Linked DNA regions of Mus musculus: region 1 is linked to region 2. A link is a contact called in public Hi-C data. All regions are on one chromosome and are shown on one strand. The core of a region is the stretch at or near the end of the contact, and the rest is flanking DNA. Distances in the headings are between cores, read along the strand shown. Region 1 overlaps Gm34649 (a long non-coding RNA gene). Region 2 has its middle 28 kb from the start of Gm38388.

Region 1 (4,191 bases), core at 1,411-3,910, 310 kb before region 2:
CCAAGCAATCCTGCTGCCTCGGCTATTCAAATAGCTGGGATATAGGTACACACATGGCTCCCAGATTACTCTGATCATTAAATGGATTGGAATTAGGCTGACAAGTCTCCAAACCTCCAAACAGCAAACTGGAGCCCTTCGAGCCCTGCTGCTCAGAGCATTGTAATTGATCCAGAAAGTAAGGAATCCAAGCCTGATAAGAGGAAAGGATATATGTCATTAGATGATAATGTTACCTCAGGTCTCCAGAGACCCTGCCCTTCCCTTTTCCACTTCACCCTGCCCCCTTAGATTTCACTTATAAGAATGACTTGTGGCTGGGCCTAATGACACATGCCTGCAGTTCTCACTCAGGAAGCTGAGACAGGATCAGGAGTTCAAGGTCAGCCTGAGCTATACAAACTGTTTCATACACACACACACACACACACAAAGTAAACTGAATGAGTGTTAACTATTTTAGTTTTTATAAAACTATAGAGTTCAAAGTTCCAGACGTGTAAGATTAAAAAATTCTAAAATAGAATAATCTCATGTACAATGGGAGTCTAATGTATGGGACAAGAACTTTAGCTACAATATATTGGAAACTAGTTATTTTCTAAAATATTTGGGAGTGTTTGCATGTATGTGTAGTACATATGCATGCACACATGTATGTGGACACAAACATGTGTGGGTGTGCATGCATGTGTGTACGCTTGCAGAGGTAGCCCAAGGTCAATGCCAGAAGTCTTTTTTGAGCATTCTCCACCTTATATATTGAAGCAGGGTCATTCACTAAACCTGGAGCCTGCTATTTCAGATAATCTGAGTAGACAGCTTGCTCCAGGGAACTCCAGCACCTGCCTCCCTTATGCTGAAATTAAAGGCAAGCTGCCACACCCACTTGGCCTTTGCAAGGGTTCTGGAGCTCTTAACTCTGATGGTTCTCAGTCTTGCATGAAAAACACTTAACTAACAGAGCCATTTCTCCAACCTAAAAGAGCCTAACATGTTAGAGGTCTCCAAAAAAGGAGCAGAGAAAAAGAGTTGGGGCATCTAAAGAAAGAAAAATTGGCTCGTGCAACTATAGAGGCTGGCAAAGTCTAAAGGTCTGCTGATAGCCAACAGAGCCCCAGGGGAGTCGCTATATGCTTCTAGTTTAGATTGAGATTAGCCTGAGGATGAGGAAATAATTGGTGGCATTATCAAGTATCTGGGCATCGTGTGGACCAGTGAACAGATAAAATTAGCTACCAAGGTCTTTCATCAATAGACTTCTGGATCTAAGCCAACAAAAGACAGATTCACGTGACCCACACAAACACCAATGAATCTATCCTTGACAAATGCTAATGGCCAAGGTGCTGGTGGAGATGAGGGTAGAGCAGGAGAAGGGACAGGCCTCCTTGCTGAACCTGTTCTTTAAGCTGAAGAAGAAGGCAGATACATGAGAGCCAGCGATGGTCGCCTCCTTTACCGTGAAACTCAAACCGTAGATCTTGACATTTACAAGTGAAATAGAGAAAAGTTAAAAGGTAACATACAGGCTCAGAGACTTTCATGTCAAGGGGGGGGGGGGAGATTCTGCAAAGGGAGAGAGGCTATTGAGAATGGCACTACAGTTCTGTGGTTTTTCTAGAAAGCAGGGGCCACAGGGTTTGGCAGTAATAAGCTACTTCCATACCCTTAATATTCACAAACACAGAAGATTGAGGAGAGGAAAAGGCCACAATAGAAACAAAGTAGGGGAAGAAACTTTCTTACCAACTGGAATTTTACAAACCACAGAATTCTCTGCTGGCAATCTTAAAGAGCCCCACAATGAAGATTAAACCTATGGTCTGGGCCCATTGGCATTCACATCAAATACCCCATAAATGCTCAAAAATGAAAATAACAGGAAGGGGGAAAAAAAAGAAAAATCTCTATAGAAGTTCCAAGTAGGGTAAAAAGATCACCAAAAAGAAATTTTGAAGCTAAGTCAGCACTTTGTAGTGGGAAGTGAAAGAGAGAAGAGGAACTGAATTTCAAAACTCAAGAGAAGCTCCATAAGTCAGAAGGTACCATTTGTGGATCTGAGTACAATTTTCTCTGGGATTTGTTTAGTGGTAGCAAATTCTCTATCTGCAGTCCATTGCTGAGGCTACATTAGTTTTCAGGCCATCATATGGACCACATAGCATAGGAAACCCAATCAGAGGCAAGAAGACTCAGCTATTGCTTGAGTGTGAGCCTATAGCTCATGCCCTCAGTGCATTAGGGAGAACACCTAGCGATACCACAAGAGCTGCACACCTGACCAGCAATATCCTGTTTTGAAAAAACTAAAGAAAAGTCAGTTAATTGCCATCATTTGAAGATCAAATCTGGTTACTACCTTCTAGGCTGAAAATCTTCTTTTTCTAATTAAGATCCTGGAAATCTTCCAAAGGGGATGTGTGCCCTCACCCAGCCCCTCCTACCCAAGAAAGCAGCTCTTTGCCTTGTGCCACAGCAGAGAGAGAGAATCACCCATGTCCGGGTGTGTAGAAATGGTACCTTGTTTCCTGACCACTCTTAGAACTGTAGCAAGAGGTAGAGAAATTGGAAGCAAAGGAGTTGGAACAGGGAGATAAAGCAAGGGAGCAATACCAAAGGGGAAAAACCCCATGCTTGCTTCTCTCTCATTTCCCCTTTCCAAACACAATCTGCAGAGGAGCTCAAACACAAGCTTTCTTTTCACTTTTCCAATAAGTATGTTTGTTACCCCTCCCACTGAAGGAAGTTTTCCAAACCCTGTTGGTTTGTCTTAACAGGTTGGAGGGATTCCCATTAGAAAAGAGACACTGGAGAGCCCTAGTTAATAACTCCTGAGCAGGAGAGCACAGGTCACATCTCTCTGGACAGGTGGCATACAATACACTCTGTGTCTTAAGCCAATGCCAGTTCTGAAAAGGACAAGATGGAGTAACTGGTGTTTGTCAAGCAAAGCTAAGAGATGAGAAGGGATGGGGACCTCTGCCAACAGGATGAGCCGCTCTAGGCGACAAAGATAAGGTCACCCAGGCATTTAAAGGGTTAAGTCAAGATGAGCAAAAAGAAAAGGAATAAGCTGAGACCCGGGGTAAGTGAGACAGAGATGGCCCACCACACAGTTCGTGACTCCAGATCTCATGCATCATGGTATCCAGTATTTTAGATTTGCTATTTTTGTTTTAAAATTATGTGCATGTGTAAGTGTGGATGCCACTAGAGGTCAGAAGAGGGTGTTAGACCCCTTGTAGCTGGAGTTGTGGGTGGTTGTGAGTCATCAGATCTAGGTTTCTGAACATGGGTCTTCTACAAGAACAGTACATGCTCTCGACCACTAAGGCATTCCCTTATCCCAGAGTGTTTTAGATAACATGTCACCCATATAAGTTATACTCTGGTGCCCCTTCTTACCAGACCATTCTCATCTTAAGGAACTCACTTCCTCTCCAAAGATAGAGACCTTTGACCACATGACTCAAGAATGCTATAACAGAAGACAGTTGTATCCTCAGCTAAGTTGGGTGCCCTGATCATGCCTATGGTCCATCCATGTCCTTGATGATGCAGAACTTTAGGGTTACTTGACTCCAAAGAATGCACCTGCCCATTCAGGTTGTTCCTGCAGGATCTTCAAGTTCCCAGGATTTCCTGAATCCCAGCCTTCAGTATCTGTAGGGTTTTCTAAAGTTTCCTTCTATCCCAGTGTTTACAACATGGATCCCCACATCCCTCTTCAACTACATCCTGTCTATAAAGTTCAACGAGCTGTGACAGTACTGTGCCACACCACTTTAACAGACTCCAAAACTTCTCCATGTTTTGAGTTCACAGTGCAATAAGATGAGATCACTGGCTCCTCTAAAGTTCACCAAGTTGAAATTCTAAATGGAATGCCTCTGTGGGAAATTCTTGAAACATGGGAGAAGAAAGCAAAGTAAATTTCTCATCCTGGTTTTATTTCAAAGACCACAGAGGCAAGAAATGCTCCATGCACACAGCAACTTGCTCTTGTCTAGTGCTTTGCCCATCGTGCCCAAGCATGGATGCACTTAGAGTATGGAAAGCTCTTCTCAGGCAGTATGTGGGGTCCTGATGCAACTGATCTGTTGTGCTGTCCCTGCATTAATGAATAACTCAGCTTAGAAATCACTGCTAGTTCCCTCCATAGTGCCTTTAAGAGACAATTTTTACAAT
Region 2 (3,692 bases), core at 313-2,812:
ACCAGGAGCTAAGCTGGTGTCTACCAACCCTTACCAATCCTGCTGCATCCACCTATCACAGAGCCAGAGTTCTTGGCCTCTGTGACCCTACATGGGTGGTAGGAATTCAAAAGCGGGTTCTCCTCCTTGCACAGCAAGCCTTCCTACACACTGAATCATCTCTTCCCCAACCTCCTAAAGCAACTCATACCTCAAAAGAAAGGGTCAGGTGTGTAGTCTGAGAATGCTAATGGTTAGTGTAAAGAATGGGAGAGGTCAGTTGAGCTATCTAGCAGCAAAGGCCTAATTTACAATGAAAAGAATTTAAATACTTTCCACTTTCCAAACAAACAAACAAACAAGCACTTAATAAGGGCTTAGTGTGTGTCTGGTAGTGTTTTAAAGGCCCAGCCTCCTTTCTTTCTCACAAGAACCAGGTAGTAGGTATGTAGTTGGCAGATAACACTTGAGGAGATGGAAGAATGGGAGGTTAAGTAACTTCCTAGGAGTTGGACAGACAGCAGGTGTAAAGCCAGGATCCAAAGACAGGCCAGCTGGCACTACAATCCAGGAACTAACCATTGAGAGAAAACAGAGTGACAGCAAACACTCACTGGACTCTACATTGAAGACACCACCTTAAACACCTGCTTTGCTGCTGGCCCTGGTGGTGCAGGCCTGTAATGCCAGCACTTGGAAGGCAGAGGCAGGATTTTGAGTTGGAACCCAGACTGGAAAACGTATTGAACTCCTATCTCAAAACAAAACAAAACAACAGGGGGGATGAGGGGTGTGGGGGGGGCATTTTACATGGATCCTCTCACTCAGTCCTCACAGTGACCCCTGTTTCGTAGATAAACTAACTCAATATAGTGCACAGTTCAAGGTCCTGGTCCCAGAAATCTACTTGAGTAAAAGAACACTTTGCCTTTTTATGCCACAAGCCTGACATTCGTTCTGCGGTGTTGCTGATAAATAAACTGTGAGGTAGTATTTGCAGCATCTACTTCAAAAGGCCTTTCTCTTTGTTGTTTACAGCTATCTGCCCATTCAAAAAGACCAACAAATGGGACTGTTTGAGGCCACGGGGCCTCCTGCTCTGTTTTGCTAGCAGTTTAGGAAAAAAAAAAAAAAGGAAAGAAAGAAAGAAAAGAAAAAAAACCCATCTGTTTAAACCACATCACACTGTGAATTCATTTGTGTTGCTTCTGCCCAGATGTGAAAGGCATTAGCTAATGAGGTCTGTGCTCATGTCAAGCAGGGAGCGTGCTCAGCTGTTCCTTAGGACATTCTATCAGCCGCGCTGTGTTTCCTGTAACCATCGGAAGCTCAACCCAGATGGCAGATCTTAACTATGGCAAATGGATCCAGTCTTCTTACCCCTAAGAACAAACAAACAAACAAAAGGAATTCGTAAAGTTCTGTGCTTTGGAGGGTTTTTTTGTTTACACATATATTTTTTTCTCTTTCTGCAACTAGCCTTAGGCTGCAGTTAAGTTCTCAGAAGGCTCGGCTCCTCTGCAGCTTCCTCAGAAGTGATGAGCTGATGGTATTTGGGGTTTGGGGTTTGAGAGAGGGGAAGTTTGGGGAAGGAAGCAGTGACACAGCCCAGGATTTCTTCTTAAGCGATGTACACAATTTACACTGACTCTGAAGTCAGAGAAAATGACATGCAAGGAGTCAGGCAGGCCAGCCGATGCTGTCACAGGACTATCATGTGAGGCCACCACAGTTGCGTATAGAAGATAGAGCTATGCTCAAGGACAGCATTGTGCTGAAAAATGAGCAGGCATGATGTTTAGGGTGACAAAAGGCTTCCTTGGGATTTGCCTTCAACAAGATCCAGTGAAATCCCAGGTTGCTTCTCTTTTGTGAGTCCTAATCCCTCAGCTCTCTCTCCCAGCCCTGGCAACCAGCAGGACCCAAACCCTGGAAACAAAGCTGACAAAATCCTCAGCTCTTCAGTGAAAGGAAAAGTATCTCAAGATCCCCAAATTCTCAGCACAAAGGAGAGTCATTTGCCCCAGAGACACAGAGGGCAGGGTTAGGGACAAAGACCAGGAGATAGAGGAAGAAGAAGAGGGGAGCAAGGGAAAGGGGAGAAAAGGGGCAAGGGAGGGGGGAGGAGTGTTTTTTCAGGGAGGGGGGATGGACAACAAGGACTGCCTCTGGACAGAGAAGAGTCAGACACGGCACATAGGAAAATTGTGGTTTATAAAGGGAAACCCTGTATTAGCAGAAGGTGTTTAATTTTAATTGGGCATGTTAATTAGGTGAGCCAAAGAGGGCTTTTGATAACTTCAGCTTGGTAGTCAGCCTCAGAAGGAGCTGACCGAATAAGAGAGTAGACCTTGGGGGATAACTTTAGGAATGGAATCTAATGGTTTTTTAGCAAGGCAAGGGAAATTGAGGAGAAGGCAAAGGCCTGACAAAGCCAGTCCCTTCATGCTCAGGCTGCCCACAGTCCCTTCACTCAACCTATGAGGAGGCCATCCTCTCTAGGCAGAACCTGGGGAGAGAACTTGGAGATTAGCAGGCAGATTTGGCATGGGGAATCAGCCTGCCATGGGAATGCAGAAAGGAAGGCAGTGTCTGTAACTGTATTTTCCAACCTTTTGCATGCACTCCCCCCCGCCCCCCAAAAAATAGGCCTTCTTCTTCTCTCCCCTTTGCAGTCAACCTCTGTGCTTCACCTCCTGAGAAAAGGCGCCCCCCTATTTTGTATCTCAGTGGGCATACAAGCTCAATGGGAAGAGAAGGTGGATCCAGGTAGCACTTAAGGTACAACAGAACCATGTTAGTCCACTTAGTGTTTTATGAGAGTCTGCAAAGGCAGCCCTTTCCCACGGGCTGTTAGCGTAGAGAGAACGTGGCTCGGCTTTCAGCATCACAAGATGCCCTGGCCAGGAGCTCTTGAAGTGAGCACAAAGTGCGCAGCCATATGAGACAACCAGCCAGAGAGAGGCGGTGGGGAGCGGGGTATTCAAAACGTCAGATCAATATAACACACCACAAATGGGTCAGGGACAGATGGGTAAGAACGCTCCATATGGCGAGCAGGCTCTGGACTGGTAAGTGTAACCGGAAGATCTCATTCTGAGTGGGGAGGGCATTACAAAGGAGAAAACTAGATGAGCAAAGGTGGGAAGGGAGAGGAAGCACACCGCGCCCACCCCCCCCCCCTCTTCTCCACGCTGCTGCTTTCTCCCTTGTTTGTATGTATGTGTCTTCCTTTAAAATATTTCCTCCCAGTCCTTGCTTTCATTCAGTCACCTTTCTTCCCTCAGGTCTTTGTGTGCATGAGGAAGCCTGTTCTGGTTCTGTCTGTACTAAGCCTTCTCAGCAGTAAGTATAGCGCATTGGTCTCCATAGTTACTAACCTCATTCCTGCCATGCGCTTCAGAGACACGGTAAAGATGGAGACACACACCTGAGGCTGCACAAACATCAGATTTACTGAATCTCTGAGGTTATTTAGCTTTAGTCTTCAGCCTGGGCAGTTGATTTTTTTTTTTCATTACTGTCTCTTTGTCTCTCTGTATGGTCTTAAAGGATGTGGTAAACATATAAGAAATATTAATGCCAGCACACTAGACCCACGGATGCATGATTGACACAATATATCAGTGAGTCATTTACCTGTTGCCCCTCCAAATGAAGGTGTATTTTCAGAACCCAGCTCTCCTTAGCTAACTGGCAAATTAGAAGAGCTT

The links. Hi-C and Micro-C count contacts between places; a contact is called where the count stands out from the background.
Region 1: a Hi-C map of bone marrow-derived macrophages shows a contact between it and region 2, with 23 read pairs. The contact joins two enhancer-like sites. A contact is called at or near these places in 3 of 39 promoter capture datasets (cranial neural crest, liver and stem cell-derived epiblast-like cells), 1 of 15 datasets of contacts at CTCF or cohesin (pro-B cells), 3 of 484 Hi-C or Micro-C datasets (Th1 cells, bone marrow-derived macrophages and macrophages) and 3 of 115 datasets of contacts at active chromatin or transcription factors (CD8 T cells, embryonic stem cells and regulatory T cells).

Annotation. Positions count from the first base shown.
Region 1 is chr1:60,939,255-60,943,445 of GRCm38.p6, reverse strand. It overlaps Gm34649 (a long non-coding RNA gene), which reads right to left. Exons shown (of 11, transcript XR_865468.2): 10 at 115-193. Among named protein-coding and RNA genes, the nearest start is that of Gm34649, 20 kb to the right of the region's middle. Within about 2 kb of position 2,660, at least 60 of the 459 cell types and tissues checked have an H3K27ac peak or open chromatin away from gene starts, as enhancers often do. A contact at or near this core is called in CD8 T cells, Th1 cells, bone marrow-derived macrophages and 2 more, where this site is marked.
Region 2 is chr1:60,625,546-60,629,237 of GRCm38.p6, reverse strand. No RefSeq gene overlaps it. Among named protein-coding and RNA genes, the nearest start is that of Gm38388, 28 kb to the right of the region's middle. Within about 2 kb of position 1,562, at least 101 of the 459 cell types and tissues checked have an H3K27ac peak or open chromatin away from gene starts, as enhancers often do. A contact at or near this core is called in CD8 T cells, Th1 cells, bone marrow-derived macrophages and 2 more, where this site is marked.